2 separate regions of the Rattus norvegicus genome follow, and region 2 is linked to region 1. A link is a contact called in public Hi-C data. All regions are on one chromosome and are shown on one strand. The core of a region is the stretch at or near the end of the contact, and the rest is flanking DNA. Distances in the headings are between cores, read along the strand shown. Region 1 overlaps Exoc3l4 (exocyst complex component 3-like 4). Region 2 overlaps Mark3 (microtubule affinity regulating kinase 3).

Region 1 (3,758 bases), core at 371-2,870:
ACACACCCTAAGCAGGGCCTGACAAGACTCTCAGACCCAAACCGTGCCCATTGGAGGAGACACTATGGAAAGCTGAGTGATAAAATCTGAGCCTGGCAGTGAAGGGGGTGAGGGATGGTGAACAGAGCTCACTCCTATCCCCTTCTGTCCCCAGCCACTATTCAAGGTGCTATATACCAGGAACTGGCTCACACAGGACACACTGCATCCACTCATGGACAAGGTGGTGGACTTTGCACATCACCTTGAGCATGTGACCCCACCACTGGCACAGGTACCAGGAAGCGGGTGGCTGGCTCGGGTGTGCAGGGACCATGGCTTTGATCCTGACCCTACCCTCATTCTCCCAGGACACTCTGCAGGAGGTGCACCGTTTTGTGGTCCGAGAATACCTGGGGCAGGTGCTGAGGCCCCACGAGAGGTTCAGTGGCTTGGATCGAGTGAAGGGCTCCCACAAGATGAGCCTGGATGCCCAGGCCATTAGCAACACTTTCCGGGGCTTGGTAGGAGCATCGTCTGAATGTCAAGCAGGGCAACCCCTATTCTATTGTTTTCATCCGGTAAAGAGCCCTTACAGCGGGTGCAGGAGCCGGTACTGAGAAGAGAGCTTCCACTAGTCCTTCAGACTCCACAGGGAAGATGGCAGTGGGGCTGGACTCTAGAAAGGGGGGTGGGTATCCCTTAACATTGTATACATTTGTGAATGCAGGCAAAGAAGGGGTGAAGGTTATGGTGGGCAAGGTCTGTGAGAGATCTTTCCCCTCTCAGGACGGGCGCACTTTGAGCCCAAACCCCTTATCTGGCCTTCTGGTCTCCTACTGGTGACACCTTCCTGGTCAGGGCTCGGATTTCCTGTCTGTGCAGACAGGAAGACAACTCTCCAGCATCACTGCAGATGTCCACTCTGTGGAATCTCATGGGCGAGCTACCGGCGGGCAGACACATGGGAGGAGTGTTGCAGGGCATTACAGGCAGGGACTCCTTGGGGAGGTGGGCCACACACATTCACACACACACACACACACACACACACACACACACACACACACACACACACACACACACTTCAGAGCCCTGTCTCCTTAGGGTTCTGAAGCCAAGTGGCTGGACCAAGCCATCCCGTCGGTGGCTGAGATCCTGGGCGAGACATACAAAGACGACATCCGGCGGCACCTGGAAACACTTATACGGAGCTACCCGGACATCAGGTTAGCAGACTCCTCCCCCACTAGCTTCTGACCGAGAGTCAGGGGTCAATGGAACCTGGCACTCGCACCTTCCAGCAAAGTCCTATTGACTGTGGGTGCAGGCGTGGGACGGAGGGAAGAGCGAGCTTGTCAGGGCGGAGAGAACTGTGGCTTAGCGGGGAAGCGAACCGCGACGGACCCGTGTGTGCGCATGCCCGCGAGGAAAGGGGACCCGGGAGCGAAGGCAAACGGGCCACCCCCTCTCTCGTGTTCTCCACCATCTGTGGACAACGTGGCCCCTTTCTCGGGCTCAAACCCTCTCGGGAAGTCCTCAAAGTCCTCGACAGCCGCGAACAGGCTCGGATCCCGGGTCGTGTGGGGCATTGAGTCATCGGAGCCCGTGGAAATCCCGGCTCTCCCCAGTGCTCTCGGAGATTCCAAGATGGAAAAGTCACTGAAAACCCCTGCTCTGGCCCCTTCCCTGGCTCCCTGCTGCTCGCAGCCTGTTCGTTCTAGTAGATTTGGATATGGGTGATGGCTCGTTAGCCCCCTTTAAGTTTGCAATTTCCCTACCGCTCCTGGGGATTCCCCAACTAGGGTTTGGCTCTCCCTCTCTGGTTCCGAGGGTGATCCTGGATGGTTGTGAGGAACCAGTGGGGAGGCAGTGACTCAGAGTGCCCCTTTGTACCTGCCCACCCTCCATGTCCCCTCCGCTCTCCCTACACCCACACACCTCTGCCCTGTCTTGCACACTGTGAGGACGTTCCCCAGCCGGCCACCTGGCCTGGCCACTACCTCCCTAGCAGCCTCCCTAGGAGCCTTCCCTAGATCAGATTTCTTGCGTTGCCTCTGCGAGGAGTTTCTTCCCACTGTGCATATGCCACCTCCCCTGTCTCATGCCTGTGTGTTCTAGGCCCACTTACTGTGTACCCCAGGCCCACACTCCCGCCTCCTTTTAGAGCCCCCTCCTCTCCCAGCCAGGGATAGTACCCGCCTTTCAGCCTCTCTGACACAGCTCCAGGAATGCTGGGTGAATCATACTTCCTCCCAAGCCTGGGTTCCTCCCTTCCCTGGGGCTGGGGCGAGGGCTGGAGGGTGCCAAGGGGCACGGCTCTGCAGTGAGGACCCTGTGTCTCTACAGGCGAGACCACATTCTGGCCATTCTGGCACTACGCAGACTCGGTCGCCGTCGGAACCAGAATCTCTTGCAGCACACCCAAGACCTGCTGAGGGCAGCCCACGAGAACAGGCCCTCCTCACACCACGTGCTCTTTGAGGAGATTGAAGTGCCCACCTCTGTGGATGTGCTCATCACCTGCATCTAGGGCTGAATGTCGAGCAGGAGCCTCCTAGGCAGAGGATCTGTCACCCTCCCTTTGACTGACCCCAAGTTGGGAGCCTAGTGAGTCATTCTGGCCCTTTTCCCAGCTCCGAAGCCTGGAGCCTTGGAATTTTTGGTCTTAGTTGCCTGGATGCTCAGCCAGGGGGAACCAAGAGATGAGGCATCCCAGGCATTTGTGGGGGAGTCTTTTGGGGTTGCGGCACCTCCTTACAGGACTTCAGGCCAGGGGAGGCTTCCCTTTCTGACTGCTCAGCACATCCACCCTATAGTGCGAAGCTGAGGATTCCAAAAATAAATGTGAATTAAAATAGCACCTAAGGTTGGGCACGCTGAGATGGTTGGGAGAGGTGATGCTGGACTGAATGAATGGCATGCCAGAGCCAGTCCTGAGCTGGAAAGCCCCTGCCCGAAGAGCCTTCGCTCCTCCTTCAGAGATTGTGTCCCCAACACCCACATGGCAGCAAGCAACCACGTTCAACTCCAACTCCAGAGGCTCAAACGCCCTCTCTGGCCTCTGTGAGTGTGTGCTTGTGCTGTACACAGACATGCATGCTGGCAAGGCGCCTGTGCAGGAAGTAAAAATAAATATATTTAAAAGGCAACAACAAAACAAAGCCAGAGACCCTCACCCTGGGTCCCTAGCCACAGATACCACATTGGTCTTGCCCAGAGGGGGTAGACAGAACTCAGCCTCTTGCCAGGCACCTGAGCCCTTGTGAGCACCAGTCCTGCGGCTTGTGCTAGTCTAGTTTCCTGTAGCAAAGACTTTCAAACAATAAAAGTTGTCAGGTCACTGTGTGGTGGTGTACGGGTGGGAAAGTAACCATGCTGGCTTCAGCCTTGGATACATTTCCAGGAGACTATGCACCTGCACTCTAGAGAACTGGAAATTTGTCTCTAGCCTCCTGGGAAAGGCTGGAGACCTATTTGCATTGTCTCCAATTCCCAGGGAGGATGTGAGCCAACCAGGATTAATGGAGTGGGGGTCTATGATGGTTTTCTCATTCTACTGTTTCCCAGCAGACTGCCATTGTAACTTTGGGCTTGACCCTGACAATAGCTGGCGTGGGGTTGGGTAACTGCAGGTGGTCTGGGGTTCCAAAAGTCCATGAAGCTTCCCTCCTCGAGTGTAAGACAGGGTTCTAAAAAATGCTACAGTGCGAGGGAGGCAGGCAAAGCATCTTTCCCTGCTCTCCCGGACCCCTCTGTGCTAAGACGGGGTTACAGAG
Region 2 (3,758 bases), core at 861-3,360, 200 kb after region 1:
GCAGTCTTCTCCACTCAGAACACAAAATATAGAAGCAGCAGCAGGAGGCTTTTATGTAGGAAATTAAAGCATTCCTGTTGGGCTGGACACGGTGGCCCATGTCTTGGGAGTGAGGCAGAGTCAGGGTTAGTCACTGTTAGAGCTGGGTCAGTGGGAAGGAGCACCTGTTGCTTTTAGAGACCTGGGTTTAGTTCCAGGAACTTGAGTGGCAGCTTACTACCATCAGGAACTCCATCTAGTTCCAGGGGATCAAATGCTCAGCTGCCCTCTTTTGACTTCCCAGGGTACCCGAAACACATGCAGTGCACACAAACACACATGCAAACCAAACAGCCATTTCCTTTGTCTGGCTTCCACAGGCACATAAGCCCACTTGCACTCCCCCATAATTAAAAATCATAAAGTGTTTAAGATAGGCGTCTATATCGGTCCTTATACTTAAGATATGAACTCAGGTATACATCTCTATAGCCATCTATCTACCTACAGCTGTTCATTTAAATGTAGGTTAGACACAGTGAACAGAGCTGGCAAAGTGGGAACCCTGAGCCTTCTCACCAGCTCCTTTCTGCAGATGCAGTCTGTTAATCTAGGCCTTTCCCAGCTTTGTTCCCCATAGAAAGATACTACAACTTTGGAAGAGGTTGGCCAAAATGAACTCGATCTCTTTGTAGCTTTTGGATCCTGTTGTTAATCCAATCCACAGCGATACACTTTTTCCTCTCCAAGTCCTCGGCATGTGTCTCCACCACACGTTTTATTACTTCTGTCTATCTACTCTGCATATTCTGCTTCAGCCAGATGTGCAAAGTCTGCTTCAGTGGTGTAGTCGTGTGCTATTAGGCTGACGGGCTTGACTCTGGGGAGAAGGTCATCCTGAAAGCAGCAGAGGCCAACTTTATGCTGCTCTAAGAATGGACCCTGATGGCAAACCTTTTCTCCAGCTCCTGCTCATTTTCACTTTGCTAGGATCACATTGGCTAAAGCAAGGAACACAGCAAGTGTAGCTGTGCGTGCTGTGTGGCTCCAGAGGCCTGCGCTGCAGATGGCTCCCATTGTGCTGTCACCATCCTCTCCACCTAGGACTTCCCAATCCGTATCGTTCAGTTTCACTGTAGAATCGTTTAGAATGAAGGAATCTCATGTCATCCTAATACAGTTCCCTGGGTCTGCTCAGGTCTTTATTGAACCTCAGGCTTGTGGACAATGAGGTTTAATCACAAGCTGTTCTAGTCTAAATCTAACCTTGTTTGTAAAGAAGTAAATTCAGAGTGTACTTGCTCCTCTCAGGAGCTGCTGTTTCCATTAATGGAAGCATTGGTGATGGGTTATAAATGTACTTCAGGTTACTCTGCATTTCTGTGTTATTTTATTCTTAGGAATAGGGTAAAAAATGTAAATAATGAAACCGTTATCTAAGAAAAAACTTATTTTGCTGTAAGCAGAGTATAACATTTAATAATATAAGGGTTTGTCTTTTGCTTTTTTAGCTCTTCAGAGAAGTAAGAATAATGAAGATTTTAAATCACCCAAACATAGGTACTTTCTGTTTTCTTAAATACTTTGGGGTTTAAATATACAGTCTTGAAAATATGTTATAAAGCTAAAATAAACATGTATGTCTGAAGTGATAGGAAGCTCCATCCTTTTCCCCATGCCCATGTACATTTTGAATAAAATACATGGACAAGTTAGTTTGTGCCAGCTCTTTGAAATTTCAGGTATTAAGCATTTGACTTAAGTTTTAGTGCCATAAGAATATGTATAATCAGGCTGGTTAATTTACATCTTTTTCTTTTTTTTTTTTTTTTCCGGAGCTGGGAACCGAACCCAGGGCCTTGCGTTTGCTAGGCAAGCGCTCTACCACTGAGCTAAATCCCCAACCCCCGATTTACATCTTGTTAGTTGGTAATTTTTTCAAAGAGCAGTATATAGAATATGGGATGCATGCTGTATAATGCATAGGAACTATCCGTGTATCCTGTGTGCATAACTATGATACATATTTAAAGAGGAAAGGATTCATCTTTCTCCTTATAATCGCAGGACTGAGCTGGAACACACAAATTCCACACTAGTGAAAACATTTGATTCTGTATGTCATAATAGGGCCTTTTAAATAGTGTGATTGTATTTTTATAAGATAATGGCTCCTTTATTCTTCTAGTTTCTCTGTGCAGCTCTGGATGTCTTGTAACTTGCTCTGTAGAGCAGGCTGGCCTTTAAGCTCATAGAGATCCCCCTTCCTCTCTGCCTTCATATGCTGGGATTAAGACCCAGCACCTTCCAGCTCCTTTATTTTAAAAATATTATTGCAATGGGCTGGAGAGATGGCTCAGTGGTTAAGATCCCTGACTGCTCTTCCAGAGGTCCTGAGTTCAAATCCCAGCAACCACATGGTGGCTCACAACCATCTGTAATGGGGATCTGATGCCCTCTTCTGGTGTGTCTGAAGACTGCTATAGTGTACTCATATATAAGGAGTAAATAAATAAATAAATCTTAAAAAAATATATTATTTCAAGAGTAAATGAGATGGGTAATGTCATGTTTAGCATTGTTGTTTTATGACTACAGTGAAAAAATTTACTAGGCTATTATTCTGAAAAGATTAGTGAAAAATTGTATATATTAGAATTGGTAAATATGTTTGGGGAAAAAGAAAAATCACAAGAAGTATAATGATGAAAAAAGGCCTTTGTTTTCCATTTCGTGTCTTTGAGGTTAATCATTAACATATGGATTTTTAGATTCTAATTTTTCACCAAAAATTTATTTTATCCTTACTGGTCAGAATTTCATCACTAAATATTGATCACTTCTGTCCCTGGGATCAAAGGTCACAGCCCTCCACTTACTTGGTGTAATAGATTTAAATTGCCGTTGTTGTTTGGTTCTTCTGCTTGTGTTTTCTTGTTTTGGTTTTTCTTTCTAGACAGGGTTTGTCTATATATTCTGGATGCCTCCCATCTCCAGAGTGCTGGGATCAAAGGCATTAATGCCATATTGAGTTAAAGAATTTTCTTTTTTTTTCGGAGCTGGGGACCGAACCCAGGGCCTTGCGCTTCCTAGGCAAGCGCTCTACCACTGAGCTAAATCCCCAACCCCTAAAGAATTTTCTTAAAAGAGCTATTGTCTGCTTTCACATATTAACATGACTCTTCCTTACGCTGCTCATTAACCAGTGCTGCTCCAACTTTCCCCAGTTAGCTTTCTTTTTTTTTTTTTTTTCCGGAGCTGGGGACCGAACCCAGGGCCTTGCGCTTTCTAGGCAAGTGCTCTACCACTGAGCTAAATCCCCAACCCCCCAGTTAGCTTTCTTAGCAGTTCGAACATAGAAGCTAAGTAATGGCCTGAGAATGTGATCAGTTCACTCACACTCCAACCACTCTGTCAGGTGTTTTCTCGGTCCATCTAGTGTCTTATTAAGTCATAAGAAATTGGGGTTGGGGATTTAGCTCAGTGGTAGCAAGCGCAAGGTCCTGGGTTCGGTCTCCAGCTCTGAAAAAAAAGAAAAAAAGAAAAAAAAAAAGAAAAAGTCATAAGAAATCAAAGACATCATTTAGTTGCACCCTGTTTTGTTTTTTTTTTTTTTTTTTTTTGAGAAAAGTTTAAAGAAAATAAGAAAACCAAATAGATCTATATAGTAGTGACTTAATAGCTTGGCATTTACTTTATTTTCCTTTTAATTGTTTATGTTTGATGTGTTATAGCTTTATGAATTAGCAGAACTAGAAAGTTCTATCTAAACAAAGAAG

Evidence for each region. Hi-C and Micro-C count contacts between places; a contact is called where the count stands out from the background.
Region 2: a Hi-C map of Schwann cells shows a contact between it and region 1, with 3 times the contacts expected there. The contact joins two enhancer-like sites. A contact is called at or near these places in 6 of 12 Hi-C or Micro-C datasets (the A7r5 cell line, the Rat2 cell line, Schwann cells and 3 more).

The regions. Positions count from the first base shown.
Region 1 is chr6:136,284,556-136,288,313 of GRCr8, forward strand. Exoc3l4 (exocyst complex component 3-like 4) reads left to right here. Exons shown (of 12, transcript NM_001106759.2): 9 at 155-274; 10 at 351-503; 11 at 1,087-1,208; 12 at 2,329-2,842. The coding sequence ends at 2,512. Among named protein-coding and RNA genes, the nearest start is that of Tnfaip2, 12 kb to the right of the region's middle. Within about 2 kb of position 1,621, at least 20 of the 93 cell types and tissues checked have an H3K27ac peak or open chromatin away from gene starts, as enhancers often do. A contact at or near this core is called in Schwann cells, where this site is marked.
Region 2 is chr6:136,487,326-136,491,083 of GRCr8, forward strand. Mark3 (microtubule affinity regulating kinase 3) reads left to right here. Exons shown (of 18, transcript NM_130749.1): 4 at 1,491-1,539. Among named protein-coding and RNA genes, the nearest start is that of Mark3, 41 kb to the left of the region's middle. Within about 2 kb of position 2,111, at least 17 of the 93 cell types and tissues checked have an H3K27ac peak or open chromatin away from gene starts, as enhancers often do. A contact at or near this core is called in Schwann cells, where this site is marked.